2 separate regions of the Sus scrofa genome follow, and region 2 is linked to region 1. A link is a contact called in public Hi-C data. All regions are on one chromosome and are shown on one strand. The core of a region is the stretch at or near the end of the contact, and the rest is flanking DNA. Distances in the headings are between cores, read along the strand shown.

Evidence for each region. Hi-C and Micro-C count contacts between places; a contact is called where the count stands out from the background.
Region 2: a Hi-C map of omental adipose tissue shows a contact between it and region 1, with 2.2 times the contacts expected there. The contact joins two enhancer-like sites. A contact is called at or near these places in 19 of 47 Hi-C or Micro-C datasets (alveolar macrophages, embryonic fibroblasts, epiblast stem cells and 11 more) and 1 of 2 datasets of contacts at active chromatin or transcription factors (skeletal muscle).

The regions. Positions count from the first base shown.
Region 1 is chr4:85,928,130-85,934,673 of Sscrofa11.1, reverse strand. The region is part of intron 2 of PBX1 (pre-B-cell leukemia transcription factor 1); the gene reads left to right. Among named protein-coding and RNA genes, the nearest start is that of PBX1, 240 kb to the left of the region's middle. Within about 2 kb of position 3,598, at least 6 of the 83 cell types and tissues checked have an H3K27ac peak or open chromatin away from gene starts, as enhancers often do. A contact at or near this core is called in omental adipose tissue, where this site is marked.
Region 2 is chr4:86,001,183-86,007,726 of Sscrofa11.1, reverse strand. The region is part of intron 2 of PBX1 (pre-B-cell leukemia transcription factor 1); the gene reads left to right. Among named protein-coding and RNA genes, the nearest start is that of PBX1, 170 kb to the left of the region's middle. Within about 2 kb of position 3,701, at least 18 of the 83 cell types and tissues checked have an H3K27ac peak or open chromatin away from gene starts, as enhancers often do. A contact at or near this core is called in omental adipose tissue, where this site is marked.

The DNA.
Region 1 (6,544 bases), core at 2,349-4,848:
CCCAGAATAACTTGGCTTAAACAAAATAAAAGTTTATTTCTGTCTTATTTTCACATAGTCTGAAAGTGACCATCAGGCTGGTCTCCAGGATATGAGAACTTCTATCTGATTTCTGTCATTAGTGTGGCTTTTGTTCTCCAGGTCAACTCATGGTGCAGGGTGGCTGCTGGAGCCCCAGCCATTATATCCATATTCCAGCTAGTAGAAGGAAAGAACAGAGGGGCAAGAAAGGCATTGCCTCTTTTTAAGGACATTCCTGAGAGTTTTACATCTTGCTTCCACTCATCCGTCACTGACCAGAATTTTGTCACTGGAGACATGACCACATCTAGCTGCAAGGGAAGCTGGAAAGTGTCTTTCCTCCCAGTGACCATGAACTCAACTAAAAATCAGTGTTCTCTGGAGGTCCTGCTGTGGCACAGGGGGTTAAGAAACCAACTGCTACAGCTCAAGTTGCTGCTAAGGCACAGGTCTGACTCCTGGTCTGCTGCAGTGGGTTAAAGGATCTGGCATGCCACAGCTGCAGTGAAGGTCTCCACTGAGGCTCAGATTCAGCCCCTGGCCTGGGAACTTCCACATGCCATGGGTGCAGCCATAAAAAATGAATAAAAATAAAAAATGAAAATCAGTGTTCTGAGTCCATGGAGAGGGATGCAGTGGAAGAAACCAGCAGATCATTCTTTTCCTTCATCTTTGGACCGAAACTCTCTGCCAGGCACCCCCTTTCTTAACTGTTCCCTCTCCTAAATCCCATGAAGGAGAGATACATGCTCCATCATATTTCCTATCTCAAGATAAATATTAGCATAGTGCACGCATTTGCATGAAATGATTTTCTTATTATCAGTGTTAGTTATAGTAGTAATAATGGTGGTCCTGAGACTGAGTGAGTGCTTTCCATCCTCTTATAGATGCAAAAGAATTGTCTGTCTGTCTGTCTGTCTTTCTTTCTTCCTTCCTTCCCTCCTTCCTCCCTCCCTCTTGGCTTTCTTTCCTTTTCTTTTTTTTTTTAATTTTATGGCCACACCCATCACATATATCACACCCATCACATTTTCACATATGGAAATTTCCAGTCCAGGAATTACATCCCAGCCACAGCTGTGACCTACACCACAGCTATGGTCACACTGGATCCTTTAACCCACTGTGCGGGGCCAGAGATCGCACCCACACCTCTGCAGCAACCAGAGCTGCTGCAGCGGGATTCTTAACCCTCAGCGGGAACTCCAGGAATTATGTTTCTCATTCACAAGAATTAGGGAGAAGTAGAAGGACCAAGTTAAAGAGGCCGAAGGGATGGAGCCAGAATGTTGCTCCTTGTTTCCTGATTCTGGACCCTGTATCTGACCCTGGCTGGAAATTGCCTTTGCCAACTGGGATGTCATCCCTCTGTCTGTGCTTGGTCTGCACACCTCTGTCCGTGAAAATCATCTCCTGTGGTAGAGTACACCTCCTCCAGTGGGATAAAGGTATATGATCCGTAGTAGTATTTGCCTTCTGCAATTTGTGGGATTGGAAACAATCATGGGGTAAATTAAGACTAAATTAACACTATCTTCTGTGAGGACCCCTCAAGGTCAACAACACATTGTACTAGGAACCCTGCCTTTGAATTATTCTGTGGTTTTCAAACCCTGGAAAGATTTTTGTGGGACAACATGCTCTTTATTTCCAACTTAGTTCTGAGGAAATTGCTTGGAAGATCGAAGGAAAAAAAAAATAGTTTTGCAATGATTGAGCTTGAAACTATGCACAAGAATATCCTGCTAGTTACTAGGAGCTGAAAAAGCATTTGTAGTCCTGAGACAGTGGAATGATGTCCAGAAGGTAAGACCGTGCAAGATATGCACGTGGCAATATCCAGTTACCTTTAGTATTTTGAATGTGGGGTTTCTCTGTGCCCTGACAGAGAAGGATGATTGTGACGTCTGAATCCCACCCAAAAGTTGAAACTGAAACATACTTCCTCAAACCTTGGTCTTGAATAGAGTCTTTGCTGCTCCCTCCTGGTTATAATTTATTTATTTTTTAATGGAAATTTGGAAGCAGCTATTAAAGATAGCATCCAGGCTAGCTTGTCTGACCGAAAGTGAGGTTGCTTCCGTGCTGAGTGGTTCCCAGAAGGGTCTTTTTGGCTTTCTAGAAGGATTGTGTCTTTCATCCTGAGCTCTGCCAGATCAGGAATGCTTTCTGGCTCAGGAAGCCTGAAGCTGGAGCCTCTGGTAAAGAGGGGGCACGTCAGGCTTCAGAGGAAGCAAGATTCTCAGTGTGCTTGGGAGAAGAACCGCAAGACAGGAACATAAAGGAGTTCCTTGGTGGCACAGCAGATTAAGGATCTGGCATTGTCGCTGATGTGGCTTAGGTCACTGCTGTCACATGGGTGTGATTCCTGGCAAAGAACTTCTCTGCATGCCACAGGTATGGCCAAAAAAAAACCCCCAAAAAACCCCCAAAACACAAAAACAAAAAACAAAACAAAAAAAACCCAAAACCATAAAGAACCAGCAAAAGGAGGGGAAAAAGATGTTTTGAATTGTATTGTGTGAGCTGAGGATCGATTTCCTGGCCTTGATGGTGACATTTCGAGCTTTCCTAGAAGCACAGCAGGTGAGGTAGCGACTGTACGTATGCGTGTGTCTGTATGTCTATTATACACTCATTGACTTAGCCTGGTTCCCTCTGCTCTGCTGCTGTTTCCTAACATACAAAACCCCAACTCTTAACTCTAAATCCATCTTGCTTTCTTATTCTTCCCAAAGGGACCTTTATCGATGGGATTGATTTCGATTTAACCAACAATTGAAAAGCTACCAGTTACCAAGTATGGACATGTGCCTTTGTAAAAATAACCTTATTTAATCCTTTAATAAGAATTACGGTGTGGTTGGTATTATTATTGATTGTTGGGTGATAAAGAAGCTGAGCTGAAGGGAGGCAAGGTCACATGGTAGGAGTCTGGTACCTGGCTCTGTACCAGTGTTCCTCTTTTGTGCCATGGTACAAGGTGAACAGAAGAGAGCCTGGGCCTGTGTTTATACTTGTGGGGGATACTGAAATCTGATGGGAGAGGAAACTGGCCATGTATCAGCACCTGCAGGCAATATGCTAGATGTCTCATTGAGACTCCAAGCTACAGAACCATTCTCCTCTTAAGGCAAGAGAATAGTGAGGCATTTCTCCTGCTTTCTCTGTGGCCACTTCCTTGAGAAACTACCTCTGGAGAGAGAAGCTTGCATTTGTGGGGATTGCATGGCAAGCCGCCAACCAATGGCTCCACCTTTTTCATGCTTTTTAGGTACAATGTAGTAGGAAACCATTTCTTGCACGTTGGGCTACCAAGTCTGTGGGGCTCCCACACCCTGAACTGGTCCCCCCCAGAAGCTTTTCTTCTTCCTTTACACCTCTCTGCTTAGCAGTCTGAGGCCAAGGCCAGTGTGAAGTCTTGCCCTCCTACCAATGTCTGTGGCGCCTCTTCAGGCCGAGGGGTTTCCTGAGCAGCAGTCCAAGCTTGAGCTGTTAAGGACCAATGCCCCTCGCCCAGGCAGCCGGCACCCATCCAGGAAGGCAGGAGTCTGTTGCCCGGTGCAGGAGTCTGCTCTCTGCCAGGTGGTCCAGGAGACTCCGTGTGCCAAGCAGAGGATCTGTGAACGGGATCCGTGCCCGAGTGTTTCCTGAGAAGTGGAAAATGAGTGTGACCAGAGCCGCCAAAGCCTGGCCCAGAAAAGGGGATGACAAAAAAGCGTAGCATATTTCTTTAAAGAAATGCCTCTGCCCCCCAGTATTAACCATGATAGCAAAAACCCTAAAATCATCTCCAGAGGGTCATACATTTGTATTTTTATCTCCAGCTTTAAAACTTCTCACAAAGCCCTGCACATGGTAGTGATGGGTGCATGTGAAGAATGAGACCACATTTTATTTTGAAACACATAACAGTGCCTCGCACCACAGGAGATGCTCATTGAGTAATTGTGGATGAAATGTTTCAGGAATCTCAAAGCCTCTCTCTTGACCGACTTAAAGCCCTCAAGGCCCCTTGCTTGGGCTACTTGCCTAACAAACCGAGGAGAAAAGTTGAAAGGGCTAGAAGACATCTTATCTTCCTATGTAAACCCCTGTTGATGCACTAAGAGACCAGAGATCTGTGGGTCCCACCTTGGTGTCCCTGAGCTTCTGACAGCTGAGAGGCAGACAGCTGCCAGTTCAAGGGTGGCTTTCACCCTTGAAGACTCCATGAACTTGGACAACTTCATGAACTTGGACAACTTCACCCTTGAAGACTCCATGAACCTTCTGACAACTGCAGCATCAGAGATCTCCACCCAGGATGGACCATCTCAACTCAGATGGTAACTAGTTCTCCCAGGCTAACCGGAAGCTCTGACCAGCAACAAGCTCTAATCCTGGTTTGTAAAACTTAGAAAATCAAATGGTTAACGATTTCCATTTGTTGGACAGAGTCTTTTAAACACACACGCAAATGAATGAGGGGGTTGAGAATTCATGGAAAACATCAGGACACACTTATCCTAAACCTCAAGCCATTAATGTGAGGTTTCGGTTCCACATTTTGTTCAAAAGAATCAAACTATGTCATCATTATTTTCCAGCTTGAGCTAGGAATTTATTATTTGTGGATGCAGTTGTGCTTATGAGGAATGAAAGAAACTGGGGGAAGGAAGAGAGAGTTGTGTCTACTGTGATTTTTTTTTTTTCTTTTTTTGCTTGCCAGCCACCTACTCTGGCAATGTGATGTTCCCACCACGGGTCTCAGGACAGTTGGTGCAAAGTGTAAAGAAAGACGGAAGGAATCTAAACTTGGGCTCTTGAAGCCAGCGCCCATGTCGGATTATTCAGCACCCACCTCCCTTTCTGGCACCTTAGAGGTGCTTGGTTAGTTATTTGCTTATGTGAACCAAGCATTCCTCAGAGGACTCATGTGGGTAACATAGATTGTGCAGCTTTCACTGGAGGCCACTGCCCGCCCTCCGAGGAATTCTTTCCCAGGTACCAGTCAGGTGCCAGGCTCTTCCTCATACCCAGAGCCTTCATGGGTAATGTTGGCTTACTGGAGACATACCAGCTGTGGGTTCCAGAGGCTCTGACTAGATGACAGCATGTATTTGCTTTGTTTAGAATTTTCAGATTTGAAAAGTCCGATTTGACCATTCTTTGAAGTGCAGGTGGAAGACGTGGCAGAGGGACAGGCCTTTTACCAGAAGTTTGACCCTCGTCCAACTTGTAACTGGACCAGTGGGAGGAAGAGCACATCTAAGAAACTGCCTGCCTGGCCAAGGACAGTGGACTGAGGCAGAGATCACCACGGCCACACCATCCTGCATCCTTCCCTCCTTTTCCTATGTTAAGAGATGCTTGAATAGATGCTCAGTGCCAGTGGCTCTGTGAGGTTATACAGGGGGGATGCATGGATGTAGGACAGGTCGTCACTGCTTCTCAGAAGCTCACAGTCTTGCTGGCAAGGCAGCAGCTGTGACATTGGCTGTTCTGAGATGTGCTGTGGCTGTGATGTAGATAGTACTTGCCCTGGTGGCTTAGAGGCAAGGGAGTTCATTTTTAGCTATTGTCTGGGTAGGTTTCAAGGAGAAAGATTTTGAGCTGAGATTTGAAATGGGATGGCACGGTAGTTAGTGGTTTTTTATGGCTGAAAGGGAAGAGCCACATGGCCCAGTGGCTCTAACTATAATGGTTCTATGGCAGAAAAAAAGTCATTGAAGAGGATCGGATTTGGAGGAAATTTCAAAGAAAGTAAGAAATCGATGGGAAGAACTTCCTTCCTTCCTACCTCATATCTGATTATCTTTCCTTAGAGTGTCAGACATGGGAGTTCACTTGTGGCACAGTGGGTTAAGGATCCAGCATCGGCACTGAAGCAGCTCAGGCCTAGCCCAGGAACTTCTACATGCTGTGGGTGTAGCCAAAAATATATAAAGAAACAAACAAAACAAGCATATCAGTCATGCCCTGGGCATCAGGACGTTGTGTGCATGCGTGCTTGTGTGCATCTGTACACTCCTATGCAGAACTGAAATCATATCCCCTTGGCTACTGTAGGGTTCTGTGAGTCAGAACCCTACTGTTGTAGTAGAAGATGAAGTGGCTAAGTGTGAAAGACCTAAATTCCAGTCATGGCATTTCCCGTTTGCTTTGATTGGGGGGAAACTACTCAGCCTTCGTTTATCCACTATCTAATTTTTTAATATTCATGTTTTATATAAGGTGATGCAATTCATGGTGCCGAAGTACTTTCTGAACAAATAAAAGGTGTAACTGTGATATTTCCAGGAGGCAGGCACTTTGCTCTATTTCTCAAAATGCAGGGACAATGTATTTCTGTCCCACACTTCTGTCCAAAGTTCTGACCACCTGGGAGATAGCAGAGCAGGTTTGGCGATGAGCCTGGGCGAGCTTCCTGGTCAGGTGTATTGAAGACCAACTTGTGGACAGTGGAACACCTGCACAGGGGTTCAGTCTTATGATTTCAGATCAAGCAAAGGGATTGGTCGGAAAGTATGAGGTCTCA
Region 2 (6,544 bases), core at 2,452-4,951, 73 kb before region 1:
ATGATTTATCTCCGTTTGTGCCCTCTCTTAGCCATTCATTTCTTAAATCTCTTTTAGGAGAAGCAGTGAAAAATGATGGTGATGTCTTTGGTAGTTCTGATGGAGGACCTTTCAATGCCGCAGAGTCCTGATTGTAATCATGGAACTGCTGTTGTTGTTTGTATGTTTGCTTTGCAGTTGGTTGTTCATGAAGCCTTTAGAAAAGCTTAGTGGTCTGAGGGTCACTTGACTTTGAGGCTCCCAGGAGCAGGAGTTGGTCCATTCTTAGTTACCCAAGAACCCTCTCCAGTGTATTGCTTGCTGTGGGATCTTTTCATTTTTCCTGAAGATAGGAGGGGAATTTACATGGGACCATGGATGGGGACTTTAACTTGTTTCCTGTCGTATTCTAGTGCCTGCATAACACCTGGGTCATGGTAGCCACTCACTGAATGGATGCGTTCGGTGTAGACAGGTCTGCTTTTGCTTCACCAGCCCATGCTATCAAAGTGGGAAGCTGGACTGGGTGACTGTTGTTAATTTTCCTTCCAAGCCTGTGAATGATCAGAGTCTATTCCTCTGACTCGGAAATCCTGGCCAGGATAAACCCTTAAAGCATAAATTCTGCCCGTCGGTTAAAAAATCTGTTTCTTTGGACCTATAACTCACACTGCGAGGGCCCTTTGTATTCCAAGCCTCTTCACATCACCACCCCGTGAGGTGACCTCCCACAAAGGCTGGCTGCCTTCTTAGGCTTCTGAGAGCAGCTGTTCAGAGAGGTCAGAATCCAAGGCAGAGAGATTATTTTCGGGGAGGGGCTTATAACAAAATTGTCGTTGTATCGGCTATAACTTGCTTCTCAGAGGCACGTGACTGGGTCATTAAATATGAAGACATTCTGCTTACGAATTATGCCAGCGAGATGTTTTCAGATCATATGAAAGTGGTGTGCATGGTGACTTCCAGGTAGTGTTTTATGTGTATGACTCTGAACACCCTCCGCCCACCCCGCAACCCTCCCCTGCCTGCCACTGGTCTGTGTGTCAGGCAGTGAGTGGGGCTCTGCACCGATCATTTATTATGGGTCCTCAGAACCTTTCATAAGCATCTAGTTACTTAAGACTTCTGTGAGTTAAATAAATAATAAGATCCTTACGCCCTTGAACAGAATACAAAATCTAAATATTGACATATTAGGCAATTTAGCCCAAGGCAGAATGTGCAAAGAGAGCAGGACCTGGTGAGCCAAACCTGAGTGCTGGCAGCAGGAATCTTCCTGTAAACATCTGTATCCTGGCAGGTTGCGTTGTGGCCTTGAGAGGAGGCTTTCAGTCAGTTTTTAGGCTTTTAGTCCACACCTGGTATGTGGCTTGTACTGAGTTAGAAACTATTAAAGGGTGGGGTTGGGGAAGTGAAACCTACCCAATTCCTTTCTCACAAGCCCTAAAAACATTCTCTGCAATTTGTGGTGCTCACTCTGGGTGTGACAGTGTAATATGGAGCATCGTTAAAATATCAAATACTGTAATAGAGACGATACTCAGTCTTAGAGGCAGGCAGAGATCAGTTCAGTCCCAGGGGAGTGATGGTGGGGGGCATTGCTGGTAATGGAGAGGAGTTTGGGCAATGAGTTGGAAAATGAGTAAGTTTGGAGTCAGCAGAGGACAGAAGAATGGACATTAAATTTGAGAAGAACCAAATAAACAAAGATAGAAAGATGGGAAGGAGGGTGGCATTTTCATTGCAGTTCTCACTGCATCTAAGTTTCCCTGCTGGTAAAAAATGAAGGAAATGATCTTGGCCAGTGGAGTGCCATCTCGGGAAGGGTACCTGAAGGGGTTATTACATTGATAGCTGCCTCAGTGAGATGCTCTGTGTTTGACCTGCATCAGTGGCACTGAGTACCTGGACCTCTTGGGAGGAAGAGTGGGAAGGTGACATTGGAGGTGTTTCTTTGGAGACGTCGGTCCACCTGGTGTATGATGTGAGCAGAGCTAGATTTGGGGAGGAGGAAGGTCCTTCTTGGCCACAGGATGAGTACAGACTAGCAGATACAATCACATTGGGAAGGAATCCTAGGGTGTCTTGGGGACCCCTCCCTTCCAAGACTGAGCTCTGTCTAGAGTTGCCAGACAGGTTTTCAAATAAATAATGCAACTACAGGAGTGCCCGTTGTGCTCAGCAGAAACTGATCTGACTAACATCCATGAGGATATGGGTTTGATCCCTGGCCTCGCTCAATGGTTTAAGGATCCGGCGTTGCTGTGAGCTGTGGTGTAGCTCACAGACACGGCTCAGATCTGGTGTTGCTATGGCTGTGGTGTAGGCCAGCGGCTACAGCTCCGATTTGACCCCTAGCCTGGGAACCTGCACATGCTGTGGGTGTGGCCCTAAAAAAAAATAATAATAATAATGCAGCTACAAATACTTCCAGTAGTAGTCTTTGTGTAGCTCTGGGATGACCAGAGTGCAGCATCCCAACTACTTGGGGCAGGAGTGCGTTGGCTCCAGAAAGTTAGAACACACACTTTCTAGATACATCCTCTGCCTGGACCAAGACTCCATTTCTGGTGGAAAAACAAAACAAAGTTATTTCTCGCAGCCCTACGTGGAAACTTGTGTGCCTTGGCTGAACCCATCAGAACAGGAACAAACCAATTAACGGTCCTCCACTAGGGGGAGACTGTGATTTCAGAGCAGTTAAGTGGAGTGAATGTGTCTGTACCCACAGTACCTAGAATACTCTCAAGGATCATTGATAATTGCAACAGGGATAACTTTTACTGTATTAGCAGTCTTTTATTAATTTAAGGATTTACTATGTATCAGATGCCATATTTGTTGTTTTGTTTAATCCTCTAAAGAAGAATCAAGGGAGGTAACATCATCCCCATTTGCATAGATTGAGAAACTGAGCGTCAAACATGCCCTTAAGCCATGGAGTTGGGAGAGAGATCTAAGCCTGATTCCTGAGCTATGGGCACTTCAGTAAGCATGTTAGTTGTAGATGTCAACTATTACCTTTAGAATGGATAAGCAATGAGGTCCTGCTGTATAGCACAGGGAACTATACCCAATCACTTGGAATAGAACATGATAGAAGGTAATAGGAGGAAAAGAATGTATATATATGTATGACTGCATCTCTTTGCTATACAATAGAAATTGACACAACATTGCAAATCGACTATAATAAAAAAAATAAACAAAAAAAGATTAGTGGTATTTTCATGTGAATTTGTTGTGAACAGCATGCTTTATCTTTTTTTCTCTTACTCTAAACTTACACATATAAGTTAATATATATGATACTGTGTGGTATTGGCATGTAGCATGTTCAAGGTCATTTTAGAGAATTCAGATTGTTTTTTGCAGAAGGATCTGTCACCCCCAGCATGCCTGGGGTGAAGATCAGTGGCTGCCAGTTGAAGCCCCCAGTTGGATCACATTTGGGTACTCCGGCTTGTCATGGCTCAGAGTGGTCAAGAAGGTGCTGCTCCTGTAGGTCTAACTCTGGTTGGCACTATTTGCCAACCAGGAGTATTTAGGATTTGGGGGACTAACAAAACCTTTAAAACAATTCTATAGCTTTACCATGCCAATTATTATCCCGTGGTAAGTATTCATGTGACCTTGAGTTAGGAACATAGGTGGTGCCAAATCCTGAATTGCCCAGGCTTTGGGGATCAGCTAAGCCCAGCCCTTGCTACTTCCTGAAATCAAAGCTCGTGACTGAGGTTGCCTGGCTGAAGGACATCAGAGAAGCAATAATGCTTTTGACCGTCCAGACATATATAAAGATGGTGGAGAGATTGACAGACTCTTGTTTCTGTGGCAGGGTCTGGTTATGAAAGAGCTCTGTTTCAGAATCGCAGATTTAAAAATGGGAAAATGAGAATTATAAGTAAGGCGTAGTTTAAGGTCTTTTGAAGCAGAATTGCAGCCCTGTTTTTTCAGGGTTTATGGTCAACCCGCCTCCCCTGAGTTGACTCACACTTGGTTTTACTGAAAGAGGAGGGGCTGACCCTCAGGAACTGGCCAAATGACAACTTTTGGCTGATAACGAAAGTGTTTCAGATTTCTACTCAGCCTTGCTCCAGGCCAGTGACCCCGTCAGATCGGATCAACAGTACAAGCTGGGGTGGGGGCCACTAGGAGCTGCATAGGAGACCTGCCCAGGCCTGCTGGGCTATGAGAAGGACACGTGGTCAGGGTGGGATCCCATGAGCAAGCAATGCCATGTTGAGCCCTTTTTCTGTCCCCTCTTATTCAGGTTTAAACCTGAATGGGGTTTCAGAGAAATTCATTTATCTGCACTCCATCCCATGAGAGAGAAGTTTAGGGTGCTCATGGTCTGATGTCTTGGGTAATCTGTAGAACATGAGTCTGGATGCCAAATATGATTCAGTTCTCTGATAAACCCACAGCCGTAATGTGGGCATCAGGAAATGCTGGCCATTTTCACTTGGCCTGAGTATTTGAAAGCTTTAGGCTATGAATCCACATTGTAAATACCGTATTTACAAGAAATCAGGGAGTCAATAGATGAGTTATCAGAATGGAGACCTTTTCAAAACCATATATGTCCTGGACCATAATCTCTGCATGTGGGGAGGCCCAGGAATGTTTTTTTTTTTTTAATTTTTTTTGGGGGGAGGGTTGTTTTTTTGTTTTTTGTTTTTGTTTGTTTTTGCTTTTTAGGGCTATACCCACAGCATATGGGAAGTTCCCAGGCTAGGGGTTGAATCACAGCTGCAGCTGCTGGCCTGGCCTACCCCATAGCCATAGCAACATGGGATCCAAGCCTCATCTGCAACCTACACCATAACTCACAGCAACAGTGGATCCCTGGCCCACTGAGCAAGGCCAGGGATGGAACCTGCGTCCTCGTGGATACTAGTCAGATTCGTTTCTGCTGCTGCGTGGCAGAATGGGAATGCCAGCATGCGTATTTTTGAAAAGCTCCCCAGGTGATTCTATGCCATGCCCCACTGAATTGAAACCCAGTGCTTTAGATTAATTCTATAGAAACATTGTTTTTGTCCTGTCCAGTGAACTGCCAGCTGTGGCTCACCATTCCTGTCACTGAATTTGAAAGTGTTCTGGCTCCTGAGAGGACATGCAGTGTGCATGTGTCCAAATATGTGTGTGGACGTGTGTATGCGTGCATTCATTTGTTTTCTGAAGCGCAGGGCCTGCTGCTGGCCCTGCGACATGTGATCAGAGCGATGTGGACGTGGCGAGTCTGGGCACAGTGACCCTCCCCATTTCACCCCGTCAGCAAACACAGTTAACATCCTCTAGGTAAAGCTCTGGAATCCCGCGCTGACCTTTTCGTGAAGCATTAGAATCAAGTTGAACATTTCCAGTTTTACCACAAACGCTTGCCCCATGGGAAAACACTTCCCTACATTTTATGACAATTGATTCTGATTTGGAGGAACTAATTTGTATTGAATGCAAAATGTCCAGCCTTACATGGAACCTGGAAAGTCCCCACGTCCAGACAGGTCCAACGCCGTGTTTTTATTGTAAAGACAGGGAAAACAATGAAAGATTGTGTTTTCAGTTTCAGAAAAGCCTTTTGTCATGGTTCTACAGATTTTTATTTTATTTTATTTTACAGTCCTGTGGGTCTAATGACAACAGGCAGTTGTTACAGGTATCTGGGCTGGTGGGAAACTTCACCCTGTCTGGATTCTAAGCTCCAAGATGGCAGAGCCATCTTTTACTGGCTCTTTCACTCTGCAAAGTTCCTCATTGTGCCAAGATCCTGATGTGATCATGCTGACCCCTCTGAGGGGTTCTAGGATACATGACTGACATTTGGACTCTGCAGTGAATGTCAGCCTTGCATTTCCCACATTATAGTTCTGTCCACCGAGGAGGAAAGGCACTAGGACTTTAGGTTGTATTCAAGGGCCCTGGAGCCTTCTAACCTCATTTGGAAGAAGTCACAGAAACAAAAAAGCTGCTACCTCTTGGACTAGCATCTGCTGATATAAACAGGAGCCCCTCAAGGATGCCAGGGCCCAAATGGGGGCCTCACCTAGAGAAATAGTATCATTGGTCCTTGAGTACCCCCACCCCTGGGCCCAACTAATGTCTTTCTCAGTAGAAATAGCAAGTGGTGTTTAGGGAAGGAGGTGGTGAGATGCCTATTAATTTTTAAATTTTTTAAAAAGCTTTTATTCAAGTATAGTCAATGTGCAATATTGTGCCAATTTGCAGATGCCTGTCAAAGTAACAGAGAGGCCCAGTAAGAGTTCCTGTCATGGCTCGGCGGTTAACAAACCCAACTGGTGTCCCTGAGGATGTAGGTTTGATCCCTGGCCTTGCTCAGTGGGTTAAGGATCCGGGGTTGCCATGAGCTGTGGTGTAGGTTGTAGATGCAGCTCAGATCCTTTGTTGCTGTGGCCGTGGCATAGGCCGGCAGCTACAGCTCCGATTCAGCCCCTGGCCTGGGAACCTCCATATGCTGAAGGAGCAGCCCTAAAAAGACAAAAAAAACCCCAAAAGACAAAAAAAACTCAACAGAGAGGCCCCAGTGGAATACTGCTTGTTT